Regions from separate parts of the Mus musculus genome. Here region 1 is linked to region 2. Evidence: chromatin contacts called from public promoter capture Hi-C data. All regions are on one chromosome and are shown on one strand. Each heading gives the region's core, a stretch centred on a gene start, on an enhancer-like site or on the middle of the called end of the contact. The rest is flanking DNA. Distances are from core to core; before and after follow the strand shown. Region 1 holds the start of Per3 (period circadian clock 3). Region 2 holds the start of Ube4b (ubiquitination factor E4B).

The links. Capture Hi-C pulls out chosen DNA fragments and counts their contacts.
Region 1: a contact with region 2 is called in a promoter capture Hi-C map of liver. The contact joins the promoter of Per3 here to the promoter of Ube4b in region 2. A contact is called at or near these places in 2 of 39 promoter capture datasets (erythroid cells and liver) and 1 of 9 other capture datasets (liver).

The regions. Positions count from the first base shown.
Region 1 is chr4:151,041,138-151,047,946 of GRCm38.p6, reverse strand. Per3 (period circadian clock 3) reads left to right here and starts at 3,282. Exons shown (of 21, transcript NM_011067.3): 1 at 3,282-3,839; 2 at 4,243-4,388; 3 at 5,156-5,271; 4 at 6,474-6,675. The coding sequence starts at 3,715. Gm38529 reads right to left here and starts at 3,094. Exons shown (of 2, transcript XM_017320565.2): 1 at 2,919-3,094. It overlaps Vamp3 (vesicle-associated membrane protein 3), which reads left to right. Exons shown (of 5, transcript NM_009498.4): 5 at 1-642.
Region 2 is chr4:149,425,215-149,431,865 of GRCm38.p6, reverse strand. It overlaps Ube4b (ubiquitination factor E4B), which reads left to right and starts at 5,235. Exons shown (of 27, transcript NM_022022.3): 1 at 5,235-5,984. The coding sequence starts at 5,961.

The DNA of each region.
Region 1 (6,809 bases), core at 2,033-4,532, 1.6 Mb before region 2:
AGCTAACCAGAGATGCCTGGTGCTCTTAGAATGTAGCCATTGCTGTCTGGGACAGTTTCATTGTTTATATGAGACTTTCATCAAGGCTTGGTTCAAAGACAGGAGTTCAGGCATGGGTGGAATTGAGGAAGTGGTGAAGGGAAAGCTGCTTGCCTATGGCAGTGCCACTAGAATGTCCTGAAATCTGTGTTTGTGTGTAAAGCAGCATTACTCAAGATGTCATAGAATCTGGTTCTAGTTTTTTGTTTTTGTTTTGTTTTTTGAGACAGGGTTTCTCTGTATAGCCCTTGCTGTCCTGGAACTCACTTTGTAGACCAGGCTGGCTCGAACTCAAAAATCCGCCTGCCTCTGCCTCCCAAGTGCAGGGATTAAAGGCGTGTGCCACCAACGCCCAACTGGTTCTAGTTTTTTATCTGTTCCCCTAACATTACTGAAACAATACAGATGTTGAAGATATGCCTTGCCGCATCAGCCTAGGGCTTCTGTCCTGGTCTGACCTCACAACTTTGGTGCTGTCTCCTCATATTCTGTCCCATGTAACTCAGTGGCTCCTGTATTAACACAGTGATACCTCGCTTCTCTGTGCATTTAGCTGGGAATGTTCCCGGTATGGTGACCAGAATAAAGTTGTTTATTAACATGATCCTGTGTCGTGTTTCTTGGAGTGGAGTTGGGAATACACCTGATGCATGTCCTAAACTTCTGACCCTTGATGCTCCCCCTCCCTCCCTGACAAACTATGTTTTTTTCTTATTCATTATCCTAGGAGCACATATTCCTGTGAGAAGATGTAGATCTCACCCTGTGTTAGGGGACTCTAGAGCAACAGAACTAATAAGGTGAACATATATTTTTAAAAGATTTTTATTATGTGGTATGGTCTACCTCACACTGAAGATGCTGAGAACCTGATAGCTGCTTAGTCCATGAGGCTGAGTTCCTCAGAAGTTTCCATCTGGTACTGTGGGCCTGGAGGACTCCTGGAAAATCTCTGGTGTTAAGCCCATGTGGAAGCCCATGTGGAAGCCCATGAAAACATACTGAGTTCTGATAACATCAGAGTGCAGCAACAGCAGGGTAGATTAACTCGCCTGTGAGTGAAGGCTTGCAGGCAAAGAGCAGAGCTTCCTTCTCCTATCTTCCCCACTTTACATACTCCGAGCAGGGAAACCCATCAGGAATACCTGGCAGGCTGCCTTTTAGTTGATTCCACATACAATGGAGTCGACAACTGGAATTAACCATCATATACCTTAATGAAAAGTGCTTTTCAGAGCAGAGATGAGTCCATAGCTGGTTTGCAGTTACCAGACCAGTAAGGATTTGGCTATTGGGTTTCTTAAATAGTGTCTTCTGGAAGTGATTTGTAGAGTTGACCCTGGTACACCACACAGCTACCAACCACACAGGTAAACTTAGGGGAGGCATGTCCCAAATGTGTGGCTTTTTTTTTTTTTTAATCTGCCTTCCTTTGAATATATTTCCCCTCATTCCCCCACTCTTGCAAACAATGTAATATAGACCGGGTAGGATTTTGTCTATGTTTACAACATAAAAGTCTAAATACTTTTCCTTAAGCACAAACCCCATCACAATCTGGCCCTTCCTTTCTCCCATTGCTTCAGGTTCTTTTTTTTTTTTTAGATTTATTTATTATTATTATATCTAAGTAACTGTAGCTGTCTTCAGACACACCAGAAGAGCATCAGATCTCATTATTGATTGTTGTGAGCCACCATGTGATTGCTGGGATTTGAACTTGGGACCTTCAGAAGAGCAGTCAGTGCTCTTAAGCACTGAGCCGTCTTTCTAGCCCTCGCTTCAGGTTCTTAATGACTAACCTGTACTTCACAAGGATGGCCTGAAAGGGACAGTGCTTTTCAGTTCTGTTAGCCCACCCATTTCCCCCACCCCAAAGGATCACTCAGATTCAGTTCCCCTTCTCAGCGGCCCTCCCTTACCCTCCAGCCTGTTCCCTGGGGCTCTTGCCTCCTTCCTCTGTCCTTCCCATTCCTACCAGTTTATGTCCTACCAGCATCTTAGGCTTTCTTGACTTTGAGGCATCATCCATGTGTTGTATGTTGAGTATGAGAGAATTTGGTTCTGTCCTCAGTACAATAATCCCTGCCCACATGTGCACCCAATGGTCGTACAATGAATGTTTCTTGAAGAACTCAGGAGTAGAGTAATCCAGTGTGGAGAAAGACTTTTTTTAAAAATCGGTCATTTGCCCAATATGAAATGTGGATACTTGCTCTCTGGCATTTTCCCCTTCTCCTTTGGCCTGAACACTTTCATTCATCCAACAAATACTTAGTGTATTTTTTTAAAGATCTTATTATTTATGTGGTGTATGTCTGGATAGCGTATGCTCACTGTGCAGGTGTCTTGATGGATGAGGGCATTGGATCTCCTATAACTGGAATTACAGGCACTTTGTGAGACACTGATAGAAGATGCCTGGGAACCATCCAAAGGAAGAGCAGTAGGTGCTTAACTCTCAAGTGCTGTGCCATCTCTCCACCCACTACCGAGTGTGTTCTTGATGTACCCAGGCAGCAGAAGGCTGGAGCTCTGCCCTGTACCTTTCGTTTCTGAAGGGTAGAGACAGTTATGTAAAAGGAGCATCCTGGCTGTTTCCTCGAAAACAGAGCGTCGCTTACAATACTATCTAACTCCTGTTGCCAAATGAACCTGTAACTCGAGGGCAGCCAAGGACCTTACCTTGTACCATTAAACTTGTATTTCTGAAAATACGGTTGGATTCTACCTGGGTTCACTCACCTATATTGGCGGGTGGGAGAAAGCAGCAAGTTTTGGAAAGATGAAAACAATGGGAACCCCAAAGCACTGCATTCCTGGGATACCGGGGAGCCCCAGAGGCCTGCGGACTCACAAGCGCCACCGGGTCCACTTACCTGTTGGCTGCGCGGACCCCGCCCTCCCGTGACTGACAGCCCCAAGGCCACGCCTCCGGGAAGCCCGGCAGTAGACTTGCGCGGCCCGGCCCTGTTGTCTTCCAGGCCACTCCACTTGGCCAGGATTGGCCGAGAGCCGCCCTCGCCCGACCCGCGCGTTATGTAAGGTACTCGGGGGCCTTTGCACCCGCCCACCCGCCCGCGGTTATGTAACCCCCGCCGTGCACGACCTGCACCCCGCCCTCTGACCAATGGGAGCTCGTGTTGCCGGTAACAGCGACCAATCGCGCGGCGAAGGGGCGGGACCGGATCCCTGGCGCGCAGGGGGCGGGGCCGGCGGCCACTGGGCACGCGGACGGCCTCGAGACTGGACTGCCCGCGGGTGGGCGAGGCTCTGCGGGGCGGCGGCGAGTTGCTCGGCTGGCGGGACGCCTGCGAGCCCGCACGGCCGGGCGCTGCTGCCCCTGCCTTCTGCCCGGTCACGCCGGACGTTGCTCTCTGAGGTGTTTCTCGATGCTCGCCGGCTTCCCAGCAAGGACGGTGGAAAAGTTGTTGCAGGCTGACCGCGCTCCCTGAGAGCCCCGCTGGTGGTCCGTCCAGCCAGCTTCCGCCATCGAGCTGTCGCTGTAGCTCGTCACCCCAGCAGAGTCTGTGGAAATGCTGAGGAGAAAAGTGCCCCTCAGATGAGCGTGGTCGGCGACCAGTCTTTCCCGAAGGCGATGGCAGGGACCAAAACAAGCCGGGTTTGGTTGCTAGCTGCAAACTGAGAGAAGCAGGCTGAGGGCTGCCAGGCGGGATGGATCCCTGTGGAGACCCGGCAGTACCTGGTGGCGACTGTCCCCAGACTAGGGGACCGGGGCTCCAGGGGGCGTCTGGCCAGGAGGGTCCTCTGCAGGGCACTTGCGTGGACAGCAGCCACAGGTGACGCTAGGAAGTCTCCCCACCACCCTCTGTGTTTATTGTCCTTCCCTGGAGCAGGGAAAGCAGGATTTACAACTTTTTATTGTATTTTTGATCCCGGGGACGCGGTAGGGGGGGGAGGCGACCTGAAAGGGAACTTCCAAATAGTTCGGTGAGGATTGATGGGAGGGGGAATGTTACTAAACTAAATTACCAGAGTACGGAAAGAAAGAGGAAAGTGGTTAAAGAATTTGACGGAGTTGGGACTGAAGGGAGAATGAAAGTGTAGAATGTCCCCTACCTGGAAGAGAAAGGGCATTAAACCTGTGACCTGGGCTAGTTGAGGTGGCCAGACATCCCTAAAAATCAGATATTCCTTGAGTGTCCACCATTACGGTTTCTTGTTTGTTTTTTTCCTATTCAGTGAACACGAAGACCGAAACAGAATGTCTGAAGAGCTTATAATGGTTGTCCAAGAAATGAAAAAGTATTTCCCAGCCGAGAGGCACACTAAGCCCAGTACCCTAGATGCTCTTAACTATGCCCTGCGCTGTGTACACAGTGTGCAAGGTAAATGCATTGCAGCGAATAGGGTGGCGCTGGGCTCAGTCCTCATGTGCAGTGGAACTCCAGCCTCCAGAGGCTTGGGCTTTATTTGTAGCCAAGACAAGCAAGTCTAAAGCTGATGTAAGTGGTGCTTTAGGCTTTCCAAGTTTGAAAAGCCAGCAGAACGTTATTTGTCTGACAGTTTAGTAACTGTGCAATATTGTGCCTATCTGTTGCAAGAGTAAAGAGTTGAGCAGTTTAAGTAAAACTCAGAGGACTTTTTCAAGGAGCATTGCCTTCCATGGAGATTACACGAGCAAATACATGTCTGGGTTGTTTTTTTCTGTCATGCACACACTTTGGAAATGCAGTTGTAGTATATACAAAATAGACTAAATCAAAGAACAAATGTTTTTCCTTCCCCCAGCAGAAACCGCTTTGCTCAGTCTGTGATCAATAGTTTGTGAATTCTAGTGTTTCCTCCATTAAAAAAATATATGTGTGTATCTGGACTTTGATTTTATTAACTAGCTTTAGAACTTCTAGTGAATCTTGCTCCTTGTAACCCAGAGCAGGCAGGATTCATAAAACTCATAGTCTTGAGTTTGCATACCTAACCTTGCATTCCTAACCATATCCTTGATGCAAACAAAAAAATCACCTGGTTTTGAGGGAAACCCACGTAAGGGATCGTCATCTAAGGAAATACACCAACCTTAGCGTGCTGAGAAATGACTTCTTAAAGATACGCTTGTCACCACTCTGTGTGTCTATCTCCCTGTCTTTCTTAGCAAACAGTGACTTTTTCCAGAGTCTCGGTCCACGCGGAGCACACCAGGCAGATGTGACTGTATACAGTCTTGAGGACCTCACCGCTCTGGCTTCTGAACATACTTCTAAGAACACAGTAAGATTTAATGAGTTTTGCCATCTCCACCTGGTGACTCTTCCTAGGGACCTTTTCTGGGTGTTAAAATAGTCACTGGAAGTTTCACTTGCTGAGGGAAAAAAAAAAGGGTGAAAGTTCTAAAAAGGTACTATGAGGTCTCCTGCCCATACCAGAGATCCTGTCTGAAGGTAGACGCGACCCCTGGCCCCTTGTGCTGTATCATAGTTTCCTGTGCTTAGCCAGCAGGTAATGCCCTCCCCCTCAGCATCCCCTGTTCTCTCACAGAAAAAGAAAAAAAAAAAAAAAAAAAAAGCAACAAGCAAAACGTGGCAGAGTAATTTCCTGCATCGTATTCTAATCTCCAAATTGTTACTTTCTATTTATATCATTCTTAGTTCCAATACCTACTTCCTCAAGTTGTAACCACTGGACTTTGTAGTACAGGTGAGTTGAGATGTCATTTCTGTAGTGACATTTTAGAAGAGAAATTTAGTGGTATATTTATATTTTTAATCTCTTCTTGTTGACAGAGTAATTAAGCCTCATAGTGTGTTGATGGTGGAGATTCCCTTCATTTGGTATTTAGACTCCAACATCATCATAACTTAATGATTTTTTATAGTTCTACAACAGGAGTTGTGTAGTGTTACATAATAGAGCCTGTTCTGCTAACATGCACAGTGATGTGGTAGGTGTTTAAAGAGCAAGTTTTAAGAAAACATTCGCCCTCTAAAATCTTCGCAGTCCGTCTAGACAGGGAAACAAGTCCGTGCTAGGAAGCACAATGGCTGGTTACAAATGAACTTAGTGGCTAATAAAACAGGTCTGAGATGCAATTCTTATGTAATGGGGTCTGTCAGGGGCAGCTTTGTGGAGGAGGAGTGCTTGAGCTTGGGCTTTAAGCGCAGAGTCTGCTGACAAGAAGACAGTCCCTCCTGGTGGGGAGCGCAGTTTGCAGAAAAGTGTGTGCACTCTGTATATATTTAGTCTGCATGGAAGCTGGTGTGGGCTTTCTGGCATAGAGATTAGACTTTTAGGAAGCATGGTAGGCTTTTTATAGTAGTTGTTAAGGAGCATGCTGGAGAAAACTAGGAAGCTTTTTATCTTTACAAGTGTGTGCGTGTTGGGTGTATGTGTCGTGATAGAAATCCTGAAGAACCTGACTTTGCAGAGGCGTTGTCTGTGAGTTCTTCCGTGTCTGTTTTAAATATTTCCTGCAGGATACCTTCGCGGCCGTGTTTTCGTTTCTGTCTGGAAGGTTAGTGCACATTTCTGAGCAGGCTGCTTTGATCCTGAATTCTAAGAGGGGTTTCCTCAAGAGCGTGCACTTTGTCGACCTGCTTGCCCCTCAAGACGTGAGGGCGTTCTACGCGCACACTGCTCCAACTCAGCTTCCTTTCTGGAACAACTGGACCCAAAGAGGTATGAGACCAATGTTGCTTGAGTGGCTTGCACTAAGATCGGGTTGTTCTCTCGGAAATAGAACAGACGTTAACATGTTACTTTCAACATATAATCCATGTCATTTCCCTTATTTATTTATTTAGTTTATGTAG
Region 2 (6,651 bases), core at 3,986-6,485:
ATTTGAACTGTGCCAACCTGGCCCAAGTGGAGAAGAATTTCAGTATGTGGCCTAGATACTGTTTTTGTGGTATTTTGGTGAAGAATGTGGCTGCTTTTTGCCATCGTCTGAAAAGTCTACCTGAGAGGCTAAGGTGAAGAGACTTAAACTAATTGCTTTGAAAAGAAGTCTCAAAACAGCCTGGTGTAAATTCTGTTGTGTGGTTGCTAAAGTTCACTCCTATGAAGAACATTTTAATGAACAGGAGCAAGTTGAGAAAGGGAAAATACAAAATATATGGTTCAAGGGTTCAGTTAAAGGGACACCAGGAAGTAGAACAGAGCTGTATCCTCTGCTCTAGAAGATACCAGATTAAGGGAACATGACAGCATCCAGGCAGGCATGGTGCAGGTGGAGCTGAGAGCTCTGCATCTTCATCTGAAGGCTGCTAGCAGAATACTGGCTTCCAGGTAACTAGGACTAGGGTATTAAATCCCACGCCTGCAAGGCCACACCTCCAAATAATGCCACTCCCTGGGCTGAGGAGCAGATACAAACCATCACAGCCCACTTGGCTATAAAAGGAAAGCAGGATCAAAATGTTCCCATCTTTAAGGGACTGTAAAAATTAGTTTCCAGCTGAGCGGTGGTGGTACCCACATTTAATCCCAGCATTCAGGAGGTAGAGGTAGGTGGATCTCTGGTCTGCAGAGGGAATTCCAAGACAGCCAAGGCTACACAGAGAAACCCTGTCTTGAAAAACCAGAAAAACAAACTCCTGTGTTTTGAAATTGGAAAACACGGCTGCAAGGAAAATTGCTGGGTAGATTTCCTTAAGTGTGTTCATCTGTTAGAAGCTATGCCTTCCAAACCAGCAGCCATTGGTTTTCTTTTTCTTTTTACTGTACGTGTTGTATGCACGTGCCTCAGCTTCCTTCATATCTATATATTGACCCTGGAAATTGGAACTGAGAATGCCAGACTAGATACCACCAGTCTTTTCTGACACTGATGCCCCCGGTACTCTGTCTCACAGGCTCAATTCTTAGTATGGAATAGAGGTTCTGGGTGGCCTGTCTATGTATGAATTAGCTGAAAGGCAACCCCTGGTTGAGGTGAAGAGACTCCGGATACAGTGGACTTGGAAGAGAGATAGGGAGCGGAATTGCCAAGTACAGACAGCTCTCTGAAGAGGTTTGTGAGCAGAGAAAGCCAGGCATAATGCTGTATGCCTATACTCTCAGCACCTGAGAGATTGAAGCAGACAGATCAGGAGTTCAAGGCTCATCTCAGATATATACAGAGTTTGAGGTCAGGTTGGGCTACTTGAGAGTTTGTCTCAAAAAAACAAGGGGTGCGGGATTAGGGAGAAGAAGAGAAAGAGAACACAGAGAAACAGGATCGAGGTTGGAGGAAGAAATAAAATAAAAGTGTTTCAGGGCTGGTGAGATGGCTCAGTGGTTAAGAGCACCGACTGCTCTTCCAAAAGGTCCTGAGTTCAAATCCCAGAAACCACATGGTGACTCACAACCATCTGTAACAAAAATCTGATGCCCTCTTCTGGAGATAGCTACAGTGTACACGCATATAATAAATAAATTAATTTAAAAAAGTGTTTCTTAATTTATTTATTTATTTATTTTACTTAAAGCCAGGTGATGGTGACTCCCCTTTAATCCCAGCATTTGGGAGGCAGAGGCAACTGGACCTCTGAGTTAGAGGTCAGTCTGATCTACAGATGGAGTTTCAAGACAGCCAGAGCTACACAGAGAAACCCTGTCTTGAAAAAAAAATTTTTTTCTGTATATGTATGTGTGTATCCATGTGTGTACCTTGTGTTTGTGTGTAGCTCAGAAGACAACTTTCAGGAGTCAGTTCTCACCTTTGACCTTGTGGAGGAGGCAGGGTCTTTCTTGTTTCTTTGGCTACTGTGATACATACTCCAGGCTGGCTGCTTCTTGAGCCTCAGGCCCACTCTTCAGTCTTTGCATCCCGCTTCACAGCAGGAGTCTTGAGATGACAGAGGAGTAGTGCCATGGGTTCTGGGATGACAGAGGAGTGGTGCCATGGGTTCTGAGGCTTGGCCTCGGCTTGCTTGGCTTGCAGGTCTAGTGATCTTGCCAACTGAGCCATCTGCCTGGCTCACCGTGAGACTGGGAAGAATCATATCGTGTTTTTGTATGTTAATGAGAATATCTGTCTGTCTATCTGTCTGTGCACCACAGGCATATTGGCTGCCTGCTGTGGTCAGAATGTGGTGACAGATCTCCCAGAACTAGAACCGTGGACAGTTGTGATCCACCGCATATGGGTACTAGGAATTGAACCTGGGTCCTCTTCAAGGGTAATAAATGCTCCAAACCACTGAGCCACCATTCCAGCTCTTCTTTCTAGATTTTTAATCTTCTTACAGAAAAATGAAGCAGCATTCCTGTCAAAGAACAAGGGAGCCTTTGGAATTTGTCATGATTTCTGGCCATCACCATATGTAACACCCCTGATGGAGTTCAAGCCTTAGAGTGTTGTTAACTACTTGAATTCCTCCTGCTTGGCTTCAGCCTGATCTCCACAGGGTTACATGTGGTTGCTAACCCCAGGAAATATAAGCCAGTGTGGCTGACTCAAGCCCTGTTCTGTTCTTGTATTTGTGAACCACTCATACAGCATTATGGGCAAAGCCCTACACAAGACACAGGTGAGCTGGTCAGTTAAGGTGTACTAGTCATGACCTTACCTGTGACTGACTGACTGACAGACAGACAGACAGACAGACAGACAATGGGGGGGAGAAACACAGAGAGCTAGAATAAAGTTACATATACAAAAAGGCTTGAGGGGCTGGTGAGATGGCTCAGCGGGTAAGAGCACTGACTGCTCTTTAGAAGGTCCTGAGTTCAAATCCCTGCAACCACATCGTGGTTCACAACCATCTGTACAGCTACAGTGTACTCATATACATAAAAATAAATAAATCTTTAAAACAAGGCTTGAGAGAAATAAGCAATATCTGAGGAAGACTATTTATTATTATTATTATTTTCTGTCCTACAGGGCTTCATAAATACTTAGGCAAGCATTCTACCACTGATTTATAGCCCCAATCCTGGGCAAAGGAAAAAGCTGTGTTCTTCTGGTAGACAGCATGGTAGGTAAAGGCACTTGCCATTAAGCCAATTGATCTGAGTTTGATCCTCAAAGCCCACACAGTGGAAGGAAGAACCAATTTCTACAAGTTGATGTCTGACTTTGCAAGAATGAGGGCCTGAATTCTATCACCAAACCCTATGTAAAAATGCCAGGCTTGGAGGCTTGCAAGCCCCAGGCTGGGGAGGCGGAGACAGGAGGATCTCCAGGGCTTACTGGCTAGCAGTCCAACCTAACTGGTGAGCTCCAGGCCAATGAGAGGCCGTGTTTCAATAGAGGTGGATGGTGTTCCTGAGATGACACCAAGGCTGTCCTCTGTCCTCCACACACACACATATATACATAGATGTACACCTCCACAAACAGGAACATATCCATACATATACTTGATAAGCAAATTAATGCAGCAGTGAGGAAATGACATCAAATCTAAAACCTAAACACTAAGAAGGAATAAGCCATGCAAAGTCCAGGAGAAGAGTCTTTGGGACAAAGGAGACAGCAAACGTCAAGGCCTCAAGGAGGAAAAACTATCTTTCTGAAGCCCAAAAAAGCAGTGCAGTTGAGGCCCCGCAAGAGTAGTTACCAAATGTTCAATTTATTTGATGTGAAATGTGCAGAGTAGGTAAGTCCGGGGAGCCAGAGGACAGATCGGCTATCGGAAGTAATGGCAGGATGAGGAGGAATGGTTATAGTGTGTTGGATGGCTGGGTGGGTGATTAAAATGTTCTGAAATTAAAGAGCAATGATGTTAAAGAACTCTCACTACCCTAAAGCCATTGTATACTTTACTTGTGTGATTTAATCTGAGGCTACATGGCAATTATCATGTTTTCAGAAAAACAATGTAATTGACATCAGTGTAACTAGGGGTGCAAAATGGCTTACACAGAATTCATTTCCTGGAAAGTAGAATGCAGTCCTGAAAAGCCTGCAGCGATTTAATTTTACTCACAGACTCTTTGCATATCTAATAGTCATGTTCCCATTTTTAGCATGTAGCAAACAAATTGTAACTATTTTAGTCACTTCTTGTCCCCTTGGATAAGATCAACTGTAACTCTTTTAAACAGGAGTGGAATGTTTAAGATTATAGTTCAGCTAAGAGTAGCCGGTAATGAACCCTAGCACTTGGGAGGCAGAGGCAGGCAGATCTCTGTGAGTTCCAGGCCAGCGAGACCCTGTTTCAAATACATACATGTATACACATATACATACATTAATGTTATAGTTGGGTAATCTGTGATGGTGGTGCATACCCCAGCGTTCAGGCAGGATTTCAAATTTGGGGCTATCTGAAATACATAGCAAGATTCTGTCTCAAGAACAATTAAGAACGAGATGATTATGGCTTTTGTAAGCCATACGATATATACTTTGTGGCAAAATCTGGATTTTCACGGTTCTGTTAGATTTTTCAATTTGTATTTATACATTGATTGTAAAGTAAGTTTTTGTTGTCCGGCCGAGCTGGCATTACAAAGGGTTAGTTACTAAGTCATTGTTCAATACATTTCTCAATAATTTGAGTCTCTACACCCTTAAAGCAGAGCACCTCTCTAAAAGAACAAGGTAAAATAAAATTAAGATCCTGTTAGTTTTCTTCCATGGGTTTTCCTGGGGGAGGAAAAGAGTGGGACAAGGTATTTGCAGGATGGTGCTAAATGCTCCCTGCAGAAAGCAAATGTGTTTCCGATTCCTCAGTTCTTCTAATGTCTGTAGCCGGCTTGCAGCATCCTGGAGGATTTCCAAGTCACTCCACAGCAGGATCCACATGGGAACAAACTAGCACCGCAGAAACCCAAGGCGCAGGGGAGAGCCCGTGGAAGGGCCATATTCGGATTGGCACATCCTGCCCTCAGCAATTCTACCTGGGCCCCGCCCACCGCGCCCCTCGCCTCCGCTCAGTCTCCATGGTGACTGTCCGCCCCGCCTCCTCCTCGTCTCCTCTTAGCAGCCCCTCTCGCCCCTCCCCCCGCCTGGCGCCGCTCAGGGAAGAGGGGGTGGGGCAGGGGGCGGGGACAGGATGCAAGCGAAGAGGAAATCGGCGGCGCGACGCCCGCTGCTTATTGGCTGGCGAATCCCAGAGCGAGAAGCCCCGCCTCCCCGGCGAGGGTCACGTGACCCCTTTCAAAGATGGCCGCCCTGTTGTTTTGATGAATAATTCTTGGTGGGGCGAGGGGGTAAGAGTAGGGTTGGAGGGGTAGGAGGATTTACGCTTCCAGCGAGGGCTTCGCCAGTCCCGTCCCTCCCCTGCCCCCCACCGGGGTTCTCGCGTGGAGGCGGGGCGAGCCTGGCCTGCTTTTAGAGGGGAGGGGCTTCCCGGTCCGGTGCTGGGCTCTGCCTGGGCTGCTGTAGGGTCGCCGCGCCTCGGGGGCATCCAGTGTGCAGTGGAGCTGTTCCCGCCTGGGCCCAGGGGTGGGACCCGGAGCAGGGTCTGCGGGAGAAAAAAACGCAGCTGCCGCGTCACCGCCACGAAGACACGGCGCGCAGCGGGCACGAGCCGAGCTGGAGACCGCGCCGCCCGCCCTGGGTAACCTGGGAAGCTGAGGGGAGTCAGTGGCGCCTGGAGAGGACCCCATAGCGGTGGCCGTGGCCAGAGGCGGCAGCTCTGGGCGCTTGCTGCTGGAGGAGGCTGCGGCGGTGCGAGCGGCCGAAGCCAAGGCGATTCAGTGCCTCGTGTTCTTAGTTTTTAACCTCTGACTATGCAATTCTGAAACCTCCCCCATTGGGGGACCAGACAGCCCGATAGATACCTTCCACTCTTCCTTTGCTCCCGCCCTGGTCTCAAGAACTGAAGGATCTCTCTAACGCCTTTCACCATTAAGAGGAAAGCGATGGAGGAGCTGAGCGCTGACGAGGTGAGGAGGCTGGGGCGTGGGGGGGGGCACCTTGAAAGGATTACTTGGCAACTCTTTGGCGCTTTGGATGGGGACAGATTTTTGCCCTGGTGGTGTCGGGCTCTTGGGATTGGGGAGGCAACGGAGATGGCATTTTCAAGAATAATGAAATATAATGGAAGTAGTCATTCATCATCAGGTTGGCTGTATTGTAAGAAGCCCTTGGCTCCACTTTGGGCTACCGTCTCAGTATGTTTACTCGATCACTAAAATTCTCCAGAGATAGAGAATGCAAGAGGGTCTCTCGTTTTATTCTCCTTTATTCTCTCTCGTTTCTTCATTCGGAACTCCACTCGCTTTTCTTTCTTTTAGGGTCTGAAGACGGGGGTGGGGTGGTGAGGAGCATCTTGAAGGTGTTCAATCTTTTTAAAAGGGTGTTCGAGAAAGAGGGGCGCGATTTAGATCGTGGTATATTGTGTGTGTCTGCGTCGTCGGGGGTTTTAAAGAACAATTTTGCATAAAATCATGATGTTTAATGGCAGTTTTAAAGGGAAGGATTTGAAATCCCAGATACATGTGACCATTTCATTGTAATAAATTATCAAAGGTACCTTTGTGTTTGAGAGGTAGTTACAGATTCCTTGAGATTTAACATTAACAAAGTGTATATACTTAATAGTTAAAAAGA